Linked DNA regions of Zea mays: region 1 is linked to region 2. The links are chromatin contacts, called in public Hi-C maps. All regions are on one chromosome and are shown on one strand. Each heading gives the region's core, a stretch centred on a gene start, on an enhancer-like site or on the middle of the called end of the contact. The rest is flanking DNA. Distances are from core to core; before and after follow the strand shown.

The links. A called contact is a pair of places that touch in the nucleus more often than the background predicts.
Region 1: a Hi-C map of bundle sheath shows a contact between it and region 2, with 4 times the contacts expected there. The contact joins the promoter of LOC103650054 here to the promoter of LOC100382453 in region 2. A contact is called at or near these places in 4 of 25 Hi-C or Micro-C datasets (bundle sheath, ear and leaf).

What each region holds. Positions count from the first base shown.
Region 1 is chr3:49,407,185-49,413,905 of Zm-B73-REFERENCE-NAM-5.0, forward strand. It overlaps LOC103650054 (auxin-responsive protein IAA4), which reads left to right and starts at 5,148. Exons shown (of 4, transcript XM_008675721.4): 1 at 5,148-5,573; 2 at 6,184-6,386; 3 at 6,691-6,721. The coding sequence starts at 5,347.
Region 2 is chr3:49,233,659-49,240,202 of Zm-B73-REFERENCE-NAM-5.0, forward strand. It overlaps LOC100382453, which reads right to left and starts at 4,889. Exons shown (of 3, transcript NM_001175194.1): 1 at 3,871-4,889; 2 at 3,684-3,776; 3 at 1,916-3,598. The coding sequence starts at 4,878. The coding sequence ends at 3,503.

The DNA.
Region 1 (6,721 bases), core at 3,898-6,397, 170 kb after region 2:
CGCATGCGCCGCTGTGTTCGGCAAGCTCCAGCGCAGCCACCGCTTGGACACGGTCTAGAGCGGCTGCATCGCGCTGTCCATCATCAAACAGGGGGACCTCATGGTCGTCGCCAACGCCGATGACTCTCGAGTTATTCTGGGCATCGCATCCGATGACGGCGCCATAACGTCGTCCAGCTCATCATCCACCTGAAGCCCAACTTGCCACATAAGTCGCTACTGATCGGCCATGAATTCTTGTACGCTGGGACGACGTCTGTTGCTGACGTTGTGTGAGTGTCCTCGAATAAGATGTATGCAAAGGAGTAGCACATCCGGTGGTGCAACAACCAGGTGTACTACCTCGCTGATGAGCCTAGGGTGCACTTCGTTTGGCAGCCCAGCCAAGAGTCATCGGTACTCGCCATATCGCGCGCGTTCGACGACTACTATATCAAGGACTGTGGCGTCATCTCGGCGCCGGAGGTGATGCAGAGGAGGACCGACAGCAATGACCACTCGCCATCGTCGGTGTAGTTTTGGTGCCGGTCTGCCTTTAATTCTCTTCGCAAACACACACATTTGCCTTTTGTTTAAGCAAGCGTGTATGGTGGTGTGTGTCTGATGACTGACGATGTACGAGGGAACTTCTACCGACAGATGTGGCACGTGCTCTCCAATGACGAGACCATGCGAATCGTGACATATATCGAAGTCTACATGATACTGATGGTTGCAATGTAATAGTGAAATAGCTAAATTAAAATAACAAAATTTATGTATGGCCAGGATCACAAATGAATTATGAAACATTTTCTTATAACAATATAAGACACATTTTGTATATAAGTTATCATAGTATTATATGTTCCCGTTGCAACACACGGGCACTCACCTAGTCTATATATATGAAGTGGTTGATGTGCTAGGGTTGATTGATAGATCCTACAATCTAGTCGCCACTGGTGCCTCTCTAGTCTCTACCTAGGGTTGTGGATGCCCAAGCTACTGTCGCTCTTCTTCTCACTAACCATGTGTTTGGTTGCCTATATTTGCTGGTGCTTGCATCGCGGGATGTAATGAGCTAGTGTTTTGGTTGTAATCAACCAGGCTCTACGCGTTCGAGGTGTGTGTTTGGTTACCTGCATGCAGATGTGAAGTTAGGCTCGCACGATACTTAAAGCACCCTGGACCAGACTCTGCAGGCGCGGGCAAATTAGTCGTGTCTCTGGAGCCAGGCTCCCGCCGGCCTGGCTCATACAGCCGGGCTATCGGGAGAAGCCAACCAAACAGACGGTAAGTGCATGGTGCTATACATTGATGTCATGGTGTTTTTTAAATTCTTACCCGTGGATAATGTGGAACCATTCCTACGGTGTTGATTGACAAGAAATATGAGGAGCATAGTCGAACTTGCTGTCTTTGTTGGCACGTGGGGAAATATAACTACTTACACTACATCCACATGCAATTTTATGTTGTTGTGCTGCACTTCCAGTACGATATTCTATTCACAAATATTACCTTTCTTAAACATAATTAAAATAGATATAACAGATAGATATGCTGGCTCATAGGGTACCCTCTTGTCTGCGGGAAGGCCGTGCATATCTGTAATAGCAGCATTGCGCTACGGTTTGCTCGCTTCCAGAATGCCGCCGCCAGCTCAATTCAGAACCTTCCGTGTCACAAAAGGCACGAGCTGCCTGGTCATGGCCGGTCGGCCTGGGTGCATGCTGCTTTTATGTTTTGTCTACTGCCTCCTTCAACGATAGATACACCGCTTATCCCAACACACACACACACAAGAAAACACGATAGATAATGCAAACCCCTCAGGTAAAGCATAACAATAAAACTTATTGATAAACCAATAGCCATCATTAATTAACTGCATCATAGCGCAATCGCTTCGATGAGATCAGTTGCTTGTGGAGTAGACTTAAACTCGATCGGCACGTGGCAGGCACGAGGATACATGCATAGTACATGAGAATGAGATCAACCATGGCGGTTTCTCCGGTATATGTTGCATCAGTTTCAGTTAGAGGGGATGGTGTCCTTGACTGATCAGGATTCAGAAGTGTCTAGCTCAGCTGATCTGAAGGTGCACCACCGCCACATGATCAACGCTACGGAATTCAGGTCGTTACATACCCCTACTATGTTAGTCTATCCTCATCAGATCTCTTATCTCATCCCCAATCTCGTCCCTTATTTTAAACTTCTCTCTGCAAACAATATCATCTACAGTTCCGCATCCTCTATTTCCATGCTCCACTGGAGACAGGCTTAGCTAGTTTAACATAGAAAGAACCCTTACATCAGAATTAGTTTATGTACTTTTTTTGTCAACTTCGTCGGGGGCATCACATATGGTTGAAAAGACACTAAAAGACCTCTCCCTTATGCCAGAAGACAAGGATTATTATTGCATCCATACTTCATCAGTACGGTAGGGCACCTTTCCCATGCTTGCTTTGCTTCCCTTGCCTGGCCAACAGTGCACTACATATGCAATAACACACCGCTACACCACCAGTCCATCACACCGCCTAGTAGCTGCACTGGTACACTACTACTACACTGCGCTGCATACGCCTACCATCATTGTACCCTGGCTGGCTGCACCGCTGCAAGAGGAGGCAGAGGTTGCCTGGGACTTGCACCATGCCGGCGCGCGGACGAGGAAGAGAGCCAGCGAGACGAAGAGCGCCTTTTTTCTGCCGTGCGCCCGCGGCAGCCGGCAGGAGGGACAAGAGGGGAGGGAGGGAAAGCGCAGGCGAAGTGGTGTCGGCTGTGTCGCCTCCCTTCTCAGCAACGTTTGGACCGTCCTCTTTTTTTCTTTTTTGTTTTCCCACCCGACGCAGCGCAAACAGCCGCGTCGATCGACGAGCTGAATTGAATGCTCGGTTGGTTGGAAGGAATTCGGTGTGCGACCAACGCATTTTGCCGGCAATATAATCGCGTGGAACTAGCTAGTTTTTGCTGGGCATCAGAGATCATCGTCGTTCTCGAGGTTAAAAAAAAGCGTCTATTAGACGCATTAGTTCAAAAAAAAAAACAGTGCAATGCTTATGTACATTCCCTGTAAAATTCGAGGGAATTTGTCTTTTTTTTCGCGTTGTAGAAAAGTGGATTCCGGCAAATGTTCCACGTTGCAAATGTGTACAGTACGTGTAGCAGCCGGTTCGTTTCGAGAAGAAGAACACGTCCTCGCTCCCATTCTGCAGGAAGGACATCGTCATGCTTGTGAACGTACGTGTGGCAGGCTCACGAGAAAACAAAATCTGTAATGGCGAAGAATGTGCCCTAGGCCAATCATCAAATTAATCCCGCACCGCCAAAGCCGCCCTGATCCGTGCTCGGCGCGGTGACGTTGGGTAACCCACGCCACTAGCTGTTGGGTCACTCAATCGCCGTCGCCGTCGGCGTCTGATGAAACAGGCCGACTAGACGGACGGCAGTGGGGGGGAAGAAAAAAAGGTTGGCGCGTCACCGTCCACGTCCACGTCAACGTCCACCTCTACTGTCTGTCTCGGCAAATTGGATTCCGCGGAAAACGACCGCCCTCCCCGCTCGGGTGCTCAATCGATGGCGTGAAAGGCGACTTGTCTGACCGGTCGGGGGAAGCGTTAGTTCCCGATCCATCGCGATGACGCGCTCGTGCCGTGGAGATGAACCCATCAAGAGACACGACGCGCGCCCGGGACAAAGTGGCGTCGCAGCTCTGACAGCGTTCGCGACCGCGCTGCGGCACCGGCTGCCGGAGGATCCCCGATACGTGGCGGCGCGTGTTCCTGCGCGTCAAATCCTAGCGTCCTCTCCCGTATATGGGTAGCATGCTTCGGCTCAGCTCCGCTCCGCTCGTAACATACATAGAAAGGCTTGACATAAACACTACGCGTGTGTGCGAATAGTTCTGAGCGGTTTCTACTGTTTTTATAATATTTTCGTCTTTATAAATTGTAGTGCAACAGTTTAAACGGCTGTCTTTATTAATATGAAACGAAACAGTCCCGGCCGATGGTACAGACTACAGAGACAGAGGAGGCTGTCGCTTTCGGCGGGCGGGGCTATGTCCCCGGCTTGTAGCCCTGCGCCGTGGCAGGCCGGCCTCGCGCGGGCGCGTCAACACCGATCCGTGTTTGCGTTGCGCCCCCCGGCCGGGTGGATCAACAAGTCCCCGTCTTTATGACCAGCGCGCGTGCGCACGTAGACCCAGCTGCGCCGCACGTACATGGCAGGAAGCCAGCCAACCATACAGACAGAGCCGGCCGGTACGATCGGGTGGGTGGTTGCCTGGCTATCCATCGTACTACGTACTACGCATCTCCGGCTCGCTTGGTCTCCACTGCACGCCATGCCGGCCGGCGCGCGGCCCTCCGCAATAACTCGTGTGCCGGCCCGGGTTTGCATGCGTGTACAGCGACACGTATGTGTGCCCAGCGGAAGTCGGAACTGACCGCATCACGCATTGATTGATCATGACCGGCGGGGGCGGGGTTGTTGTTTGCACACTGCTGCTGGAGCGAGCGAGCGTGCGCACATGATTGCGTGCGTACGTGTCAGTGGACTGCGAGCGGCATCCATCGCGCAACATGAGGCAGGCAGGCAGGGGAGATTTTTGGCGGTGGTGGCCGCATCCCCGCGCGCTCGAGTGCACCCCGTACCAACCCAACACGTCCGCTGTCATGGGGAGGCCGGAGGGCGCACCATGATACCATTGTTTTCTCTTTAACTATTGTTCTCTTCCTTGATTATTATTATTATTATCGTTACAACAGATTAATCACCAGCTAATATAATCCCCAACATTGTGTCCCACATATATGCTCGCTGAGCGAGAAGCGTAGAGAGCACATCGCTCGTTCATATAAAAAAAATGGAATGGGCTCGTGTAAAACGAGAAGGAAAAAAAAGGAATCCTCTACATGCAATTTTTTCACTCTCTCACCTTAATCTGATCACAGCTAACCAAGTCGTGTCCAACTATCACGAACGAAAACGATGCATATAGTTTTTATACTCCAACGCATATATTATATATATACAAAAATAAAGAAGAAGGCACAATTATTCATATTCTTCGGCACACAACTCTCCCCCCTACTATACTATACGCCGGCCGATACGCGCATATGTTTAGCTCAACCCCTTTCTTTTATTTGGCTTTTGTCAGCCACTAAGCCCTCTCATCGCCACACCAGCTATATAAACACAGCTGCTCTCCTGCTCCCTTTCCCTTCCCCCCTTCCGTTCCGTTCCGATTTGACGAGTTGGTGGCTGCTATAGATTCACTCCACCCCTCTCCATTTCTGATAAGTATCCAGCTAGCTACCAGTGTATGCACCAGGCAGCAGCAGCATGGCGGAGTGCAAGGACGACGACAGCGGCCGGCGGTCTCCGTCGTCGTCCATGGACAGCAGCACCCACCCCCCGGCGCTCTCCACCGCGTCCTCGGCCTCCCGCCGCCCGCCGGAGAGGAGGGACCAGCTCAGCCCCGACCTGCAGCTAGGGCTCAGCCTGTCGCCGGCGTCCTCCGCCCTCCTGGTAGCGGAGACAAACAACAGCATCGTCCCTTCTACGCCAAGGTTAATTTCTATCTTCAACCACTACAACTCTCTTTTTTAATTTTCTCCCTTCTTATTAATAACTACTAGTTTCGTGCTAGATGATATCATCAAGTCTCGTACGTACATGCATATATATGCAAGAAACAAGCTAAAGGCTCCCCCCCCCCCCCCTTTTTTTTAATTTCTGTCGATATGAATTCTCTGCGCATCTGCATGTTGAACTACAGGTGTTATTTTCTGGTTCTTCTGTTTCTTCTTTGGATCTCTTTCCAGCCCCCATGGATCATATACGTGAGCCACCATGTTGAGCTCATCAGTTCAGTCTATTCCTTTTTCCCCCCTTATCGGATACTACTCGTGTCTCTCATGTATGAATCGAGAAGAGTGTTTTAAAAGAATCAGATTTTCACTGAGCCAGACACTGTAGTATTTTTAAGAGTATATATAATTTCAGCCCTCATTGATCACTGATATCTTCACAACAACTTTCGTATTTGTTCTGTCGTTATCATATCTCTAAAATATACAGCATCCCCGATTAACATCCCATTGGTTCCCCTGTGTGCAAGTCATCTAGCTACATTTATTAACATGACACTTTCAACACCAACGTACGGGTGATGGGCAGGAACCAAGCACTCCCGGATTGGCCCCCGATCAAACCGTTCCTTAGAAGCGCCCTGACTGCCTCGGCACGCCGACGGCGAACGCTGTTCGTCAAGGTGTACATGGAAGGCGTCCCGATCGGCCGGAAGCTGGACATGCTCTTGCTGGACGGGTACAGCAGCCTCCTAGCGAAACTTTGCCACATGTTCAAGGCATCTATCACTTGTAAGTATATATGCAACTAGCCAATAAGCTCATCATTACCACAGATTTTTTAATCAGAGGAAGCAAAAAAAAAAAAAAGATGGTAATCATTCCATGCCAACACTAGTTTTTCTTGGGATTCTAGCCACAACCACTAGACCACAAATTTGAATTATTCAAATTTTGGAGTTCTTGCCTCACACTTTATATATATTGGGTAGATAAACTCTCAGACACGTAAAAAAGTGTTGACAAGTAAAAAAAAATGAAAGGAGTATTGCAAATGCTTGCCGGTCGCTCTATAATAAATATGTGATATGATTAGATGCTGACGCTGTGGAGTACCATCAGCGGGT
Region 2 (6,544 bases), core at 3,639-6,138:
GAGTTGTTACTATAATTTCTGTGGTGCAAACTGAAGAATACCTGCATTAAGGGGTACCTTGTTTTTATACACAATAGTTAATGCTCTTTCGTCAATTTTAGTCCCTAGAATCAAACATGATATTCTTAAAGATCTGGCATATAAGGGGTGGACCCTCATGCTATACGGAGGTCAGCTTTTGTGACCTTTCTCGGTCAGGGCTCCGATTGAGCTTCTTAATATAATACCCGTGGGGGCGGTCTGTCTGTTAGACTATCTCTAGCAGTTTAACCATCCTATCTCCCATTTCACCTCCTATTTCAAACCCCATTCTATGAACAGTGCATTCTGCAGTGCAAAACAATGTTTTGGATGACTATACGGTACGTGTTACTGGCTGAGTTTTTAAAGAGTAAAGTTTAATACCTAAAGTTTAGAAAGGTGACTAGAGGAACCAAATAGGGCCTAACTGTGCAACTTGATTGTGGTTGTTGAGTCCATCATAGTACAACTCCAGGTATTGCTGGAATAATATCTATAATAAAGACAATGGAGTTGTCTTATCATGTGCATGTTTATTTCTGTCTACCACCACATGAGATGTTTTTATTGCTGGACCCACTTCAGTCCTTGAATATATGTACATCAGTGTTTCCTTTCTTAGATATCGTTGTCTGTTATTTTCCTTACTGTAGTTGATCAGGGCATGGATAGGTGCTGACTGCTGACCAAAAGAACAAGTCGGGATGGAGTAGTAAAATATCTGTTATACAAAAGCAGAGGAGGAAAAGAAAAGATAGGCGTAGGATAAGCTGGCAAGGCACATAGCATTTCCTCGATTTGAGGGGATCAAGATCCATCAATGGACGATCTGAAGATAGGCCTGAAAACTGACGACAACACCTAGTCCTGAATGATAAGACCTGAATTATTGGAGGGGACTTTGCTTGTGCTTTCTCCACATGCATAGATGCATGAATGTATCAGATGCCTGTCCACACCAGTCTTCAAAGTTATGTCACATCACGAATAAAATAGGTAGGGAAAAGCAATCCTGTACCTCCATCAAGTGATACAATAATGTTAGATACCATAACTAGCTTATCCTCTTACACAGTTTACTGTAGAGTGATTTGTGTGCAATGGAAAACATAAGATTAAAATGCCAGGGCAGATGACTAGTACTAGCAGTACACCGTGATGCATGCTTTCTTTTTCTAGGCCAAAGATGTACGTACTTTAAGACTTTATCAAGTCCAGCATTTCAGATTAAAATTTAGCCCCACCTTTTCATTTTTGCATTGTACTTGCTGCATGCTGGGCCCTGAACTTATTTTAGTATTGTTGAGTATAATATGCGATTTATATTATGACTAATAGTTTAATGTTTGTTTCCTGATGGGCTAACAAAGGTTACACTTTAAGAATTGAAGTCAACATGATGACGCTAACATGTAATCAAAAGTAGGTAAAATATATTCACGATTGAGATTTTTTTTGCACGCTCCCCAGAAACTCCTTTTTTTAAGACATCTCTCCTGTAGCTTGTGTTCAAATTAAGACTACACACTTTTTAAAGTAGTACTCTGATTGACCAGAATATGGATTACATCTTCTATTCTTATTTTTTTTGTGGCAAACTAAGCAGTCTAGAACATAACTTCGGCTAAATTATATTGACTATACAGATCATCTATGTGAATTAATTCATTTCTGCTCCTTGATGTTCAAAAGATATTTAAGTATGGTGTCATTACTGGAAATTTTCAAAACTTTCATATTACTGCTTTTCTGGCCCTATGCATACATCTGCAGAATAATGTGGTTGCATATTTGCTTAAGGATGCAGCTCTGAACAGTTATTAGCTCATTATTATTTGTGAAGAGATAGAGTTAAAGCAGAGCCACACAGATATCTTTGTGCATATGATCACTTAAGGTCTGGGAAAATAAGATATATTGACTCAAGAAAACTTCAGTGAAGCAACAAAAAAAAAAAACACCTGAAAACGGCATCGCTGCCAAGAAATGTTACTTGTAACAAGGTTCCATCTACATTTTACACAAAACTTTGGAGCATCTTAGCTCGCTAAGCTAGACATCCCGCCACCAAATCCATCTTGATTGATTGGACCTTTTTCAAGTGATAGATCTGCTTCGTGAATCATGAAACTCGTTAAGCTCTTCCATGATGAGTTGGTGCTGATATTCACACCTGCAGCTTGTTAGTCGAGACCTGAAAATCATCAGCCATGTTATCTATTAGGATAATAACGCTCTGCCAAGTTCCATGATTTGTGTCAAGTTTAGCTCGAGTCAGGTTACACACTGGCACTTGCTGACCGTTTTTATGTTTCAGCCTCATTTCTCCCTATAGTATTAGTCCTGTTGCCACCACCATCCAGAAACTGATTACTGGCGAAGATCTCTTCATCTATTTTTGTAGTATTTGTGGATCTCCGGTATTTGCTTTCTGTTGAGCTTCATTATTCAGACTCTGCTGCTGCTGAGTCGCTACGCCTTGCTGTTGCTCCTGCACCATGTTAGCCATGACGGCTGGGACTTGAGGTGCCAGGTTTGGCCTAACAGGAAGACCCGCCAACGATGGGAATGGCTGTACGCTAGACGCTGAGGGATGGATTGCTTGCCCAGGGAGTCCAAACACTGGCATCGTGTTTGTGCCAGGCATTCCAATTCCAAGACCTTGTGGTGGCGTGCCTGGGATCATCGGACAAGTATAGTGAGCACCAGGGATGGGCTGAAATGGAACTGCCGCTGTGCTGTTCATATCGAGGACACCCATCCCATAACCCAATCCCATGCCGAGATGATGGAAATGAGCAATTGAAGGAATTTGCAGCTGCATGGCTCGCGGCAGCAGCATGGGAGGAATGCACAGTCCACTTCCCATGGCCATCATCTGCGTGTCAGATAGCCACCATCTTGTCAGTGCATTTATGTTTGCATCTATCTGAAAGAACCGTGCTACATTTCCAATTAGGTGGTTTTAGTGTCACCTGAACTTGAAGCTGGAGGGTTTTGAGGTACTCGATCGCTTCATCCAGCATGGAGGCTTTGTCAATCTGCAAGAAAGGTGATGCATCTGTTGCTACCGATTTACCAAATGCCTAGGGATTCAAAAGTGTCGGATAAGTAAGGGGTTGTTTGGTTACTTTAGTACAGGGACTAAAGTTTAGTTAGGAGACTAAATTTTTAGTCTCTACACTGTTTAGTTTTAGTAACTAAAAGTATTTAAAACAACACTGTTTAGTTTTAGTAACTAAAAGTATTTAAAACAGATTAAATGAATCATAAGAGAACCAAAATACCTCGTAGCATTCGCCCGTCGTTAGTGCAACTGAAATAAAGGAAGGGCAAAAGGTAGAATTTATATGGTTTAGTTTTTTTAGTCACCTCTTAAGAGACTAGAACAATTTAGTCTCTGTTTAAGTCCTACCATTTGGTAATTTATGGACTAAATGTGACTAAAATAGAGGGACTAATCAGATCAAACGGGGCCTAATTAAAAGATGGTAGAAATGGATCGTCGTACCTTGTTGCAGTTGGGGATGAGCTCTTGCAGGGCGCGCATTTTCTCATTGATCCTGTCCCTTCTCCTCTGCAGGTACAGTCCGATCAGTTCAATGGTAGCTCGAGCTTCAGAGTCAGGAATGAGCCTGTACAGAGACCGATTGCATGCTTACCCTTTCGGACAAATTGTGCACCTCCGCGGTGCGGCTGCGCTTCGTACCTCTGCCGCCTGATCCTCGCATCCCACCGGACTCATCATCAAGATCCTGAACAAAACCATTTTTTACGAATTGTTAGCAGTAAGTACAAGGTGTGCGTAGCCACATACCACCGACTCCCTATCTCAGATCCTCTGCTTACATCGTCTTGACTTGCAGAACATTCGGCCTGACTCTTCCTCTTTTGTTCGCGCCAGGACTCGCCATTGCCGGAGCAGAGCGATGGAGTAGCGACTGCAACCTCACAAGCCTTTTTGGTCTCCATTTTCCCCTGGGGAGTCATGTTGTTGCCAGGTCTTCCCAGAGGCATATCCTGGTGCAGGTTACCAGCCGCCAGCGCTGGTGCGCATGAAAACCGCACCTCCTTGGATTGTGACCACGCCGTCCTCTGGTCCGTGAACACAGGGGCGATTCTTGGCCCACTAGCCGACTGTAGAACCGTCGACTCCACGCGGGTGCTCGTGGTGACATTGGACACCTTGTCAGTGCCTGTCTGCGGTGGCGGTGGCCTCTGTAGGCTTGCCCGGACCAAGGCTGCAGGCCTAGAGAAGAGGGAGAAGTTCATCAATCCCTCTCCACCGCTCTCCGGCCGAGGTTTCCTGGTGGCCGCGAACTCAGATTGTGGCTCGGGCCTGCTGCCTGGACCTGGTACTGGTATGCGCGGGGCTTCCTTCGAGGGTTCTGGTCCTCTGCTGGTGGTGGCAACCGGGGTGCTTCTGTTGTGCTGGACCGGTGGTGGCAGAGGGCTGAGGTTCGTCTCTGCCGCCGCCGCTGCTAACGCCGCTGCATGGAGCTCCGAGAAGAAATCTGGGCTGTAGCCCTCCGCGAGGGCAGGTGCGGGTGCGGCGCTGTCTTCCTCGACGATGGGGCAGTGGATCCAGGGCACGGTGTCGTCAAGGTCACCGTTGCCACGGGCGGCGTCTAGGCCGGACGAGAAGTCGGCGAAGAGGCCTCCCGTCTTGAACAGCGAGACCGGGTCGGTAGTACCCGGCTGGTTTTCTTGAGCTCTACTGCTGCTGGCCGCGCCGCAGGTGAAGGGCGGGAAGGCGGCCTGGGGATGCTGCTTCCTCCTCCCGTGCACCACCGCCTGGCCGTTCTCCCATAGCAGCTCGACGAAGTCGTTGCTGTCGGACCTGCACCAAGCGCACATGCACGCATAAGCTAGCGCTGTATCAAGGAAGCAAGAACCGGTCAAGAGATAAGCTCACATCTCGGCGCCGAGAGGACCTTGGGTAGATGAGCGAGAGGAGCTCTCGCGGCAAGCAGGAGCAGAGAACAGCAGCAGGACACGCTTGACGAGCAAGCGCTGGGAACCGACGTTGATCGGTGCAACACGCAACAGCAGATTGGCTAACGGCTTTGCCTCTGCTGCTGCTTGTTCAACCTTTAGGTATATATCTTGGCTACAGGAGGAAGGGCTGGGAGCTCTCACCCTCTCGGTCACGGTAGAGAAGGCAGCGAGCGGTGCACAGTTGTTGCCCTGGGGGACCTGGATGGAAATGGACAAGCAGATGAGACGTGCAAAATGTGCAACAGCGGCCTAGGCAGTGCTCTGTACCGGCCCGCCCCCCAAGCTTGTGCTTGCCACAGTGTGTTCCTTGTGCTCTTGTTGGATTTATATTCCCCTCCTAGTTAGGAGTCAGGTGATTTTTACAATGCGCGGATTCCACCTAGCAATAACCTCTGTTCCTACTTCTACACAAGTTAGTATTAATTAGGGCTTGACGAACCTGAAGATCCATAGTTAGTTAGTTAACCTGACATCTTTGTTTATCCTATTATATTTTTTGGCAAGGACCTGCCATGGCATCCTTTATTGTAGATTGAGTAGAATATTTACTACTAGCTTGTTTGTTTACTTACTTTTACTATCACTAGGGGTTTGTATGAAAGATCTTTCAGGATGCAGAATGAATTTATACAGTAGGCATAGGATGAAATCTACGCACTTCGTGCCTCCATCGTATCGCACTATTTCTTGCACGGAGAGATTTAAATGATTGGACGATCGGGGGGACGAGGGGACCGAATCCATCCATCAAATGAATGATGAGCTAGCAGCGGGGGAACACTGCTGCAGCTCGTGCTTCCCTGCTACACTTGACAGCTTGCGCATGCATCATGTACTCCGTGCTGATACCGAATCCATCCATGGGCATGCGACTTGGACGCCGGTGCAGTCCCAGCGACACATGGCAGGAACTCAGCTCCTGCAAAGCCAAAAGGGGGGGCATCTTGCTGCTGCAAAAGCAACAAAGCGGTAGAAAAGAAAGGGAACTACTGAACTAGTAGCAAGCTGAAGGAAGGGAGGCAATCAAAGCCGCTTTGGGCAGGGGATCCAGCCCAGACGTGTGAGCTGAGCGTACGTACGGGGGTTCGGTGGTGGTCGCAACCACCGAGGACGCTCCTCTGATAGAGAAAGGTGCGTCCGTGCGTGTGCGGCTACGAAAGCGCGCCCAAAACTCTGCTCCCTCGCGCCACACACGTACTCCTTCCTGTACGCCACACAGCCCACAGCTACCTAATCATTGGTCCTGCTCAAGCAAAGGGGGCAATAGTTCTTAAAGTATAATATAAGTTGATATAGACATGCTGTAAGTGATGACATTTCAGATTTATTTATGATGAGGTAGAAAAAAAGAAGAAGCGAAGAAAGAAAAAGCGGGCTACTCACTAATAGTAACCAGCTAAAAGTGAGATGCACACGGACTTCAAGGCAGGACTAAATATTAAATATACATTTTTTTTATTATGAGAGTGTTATTATATAATATAAGTAGTCTTTTAGCTGGCTACATGATATAGCAATATTATAA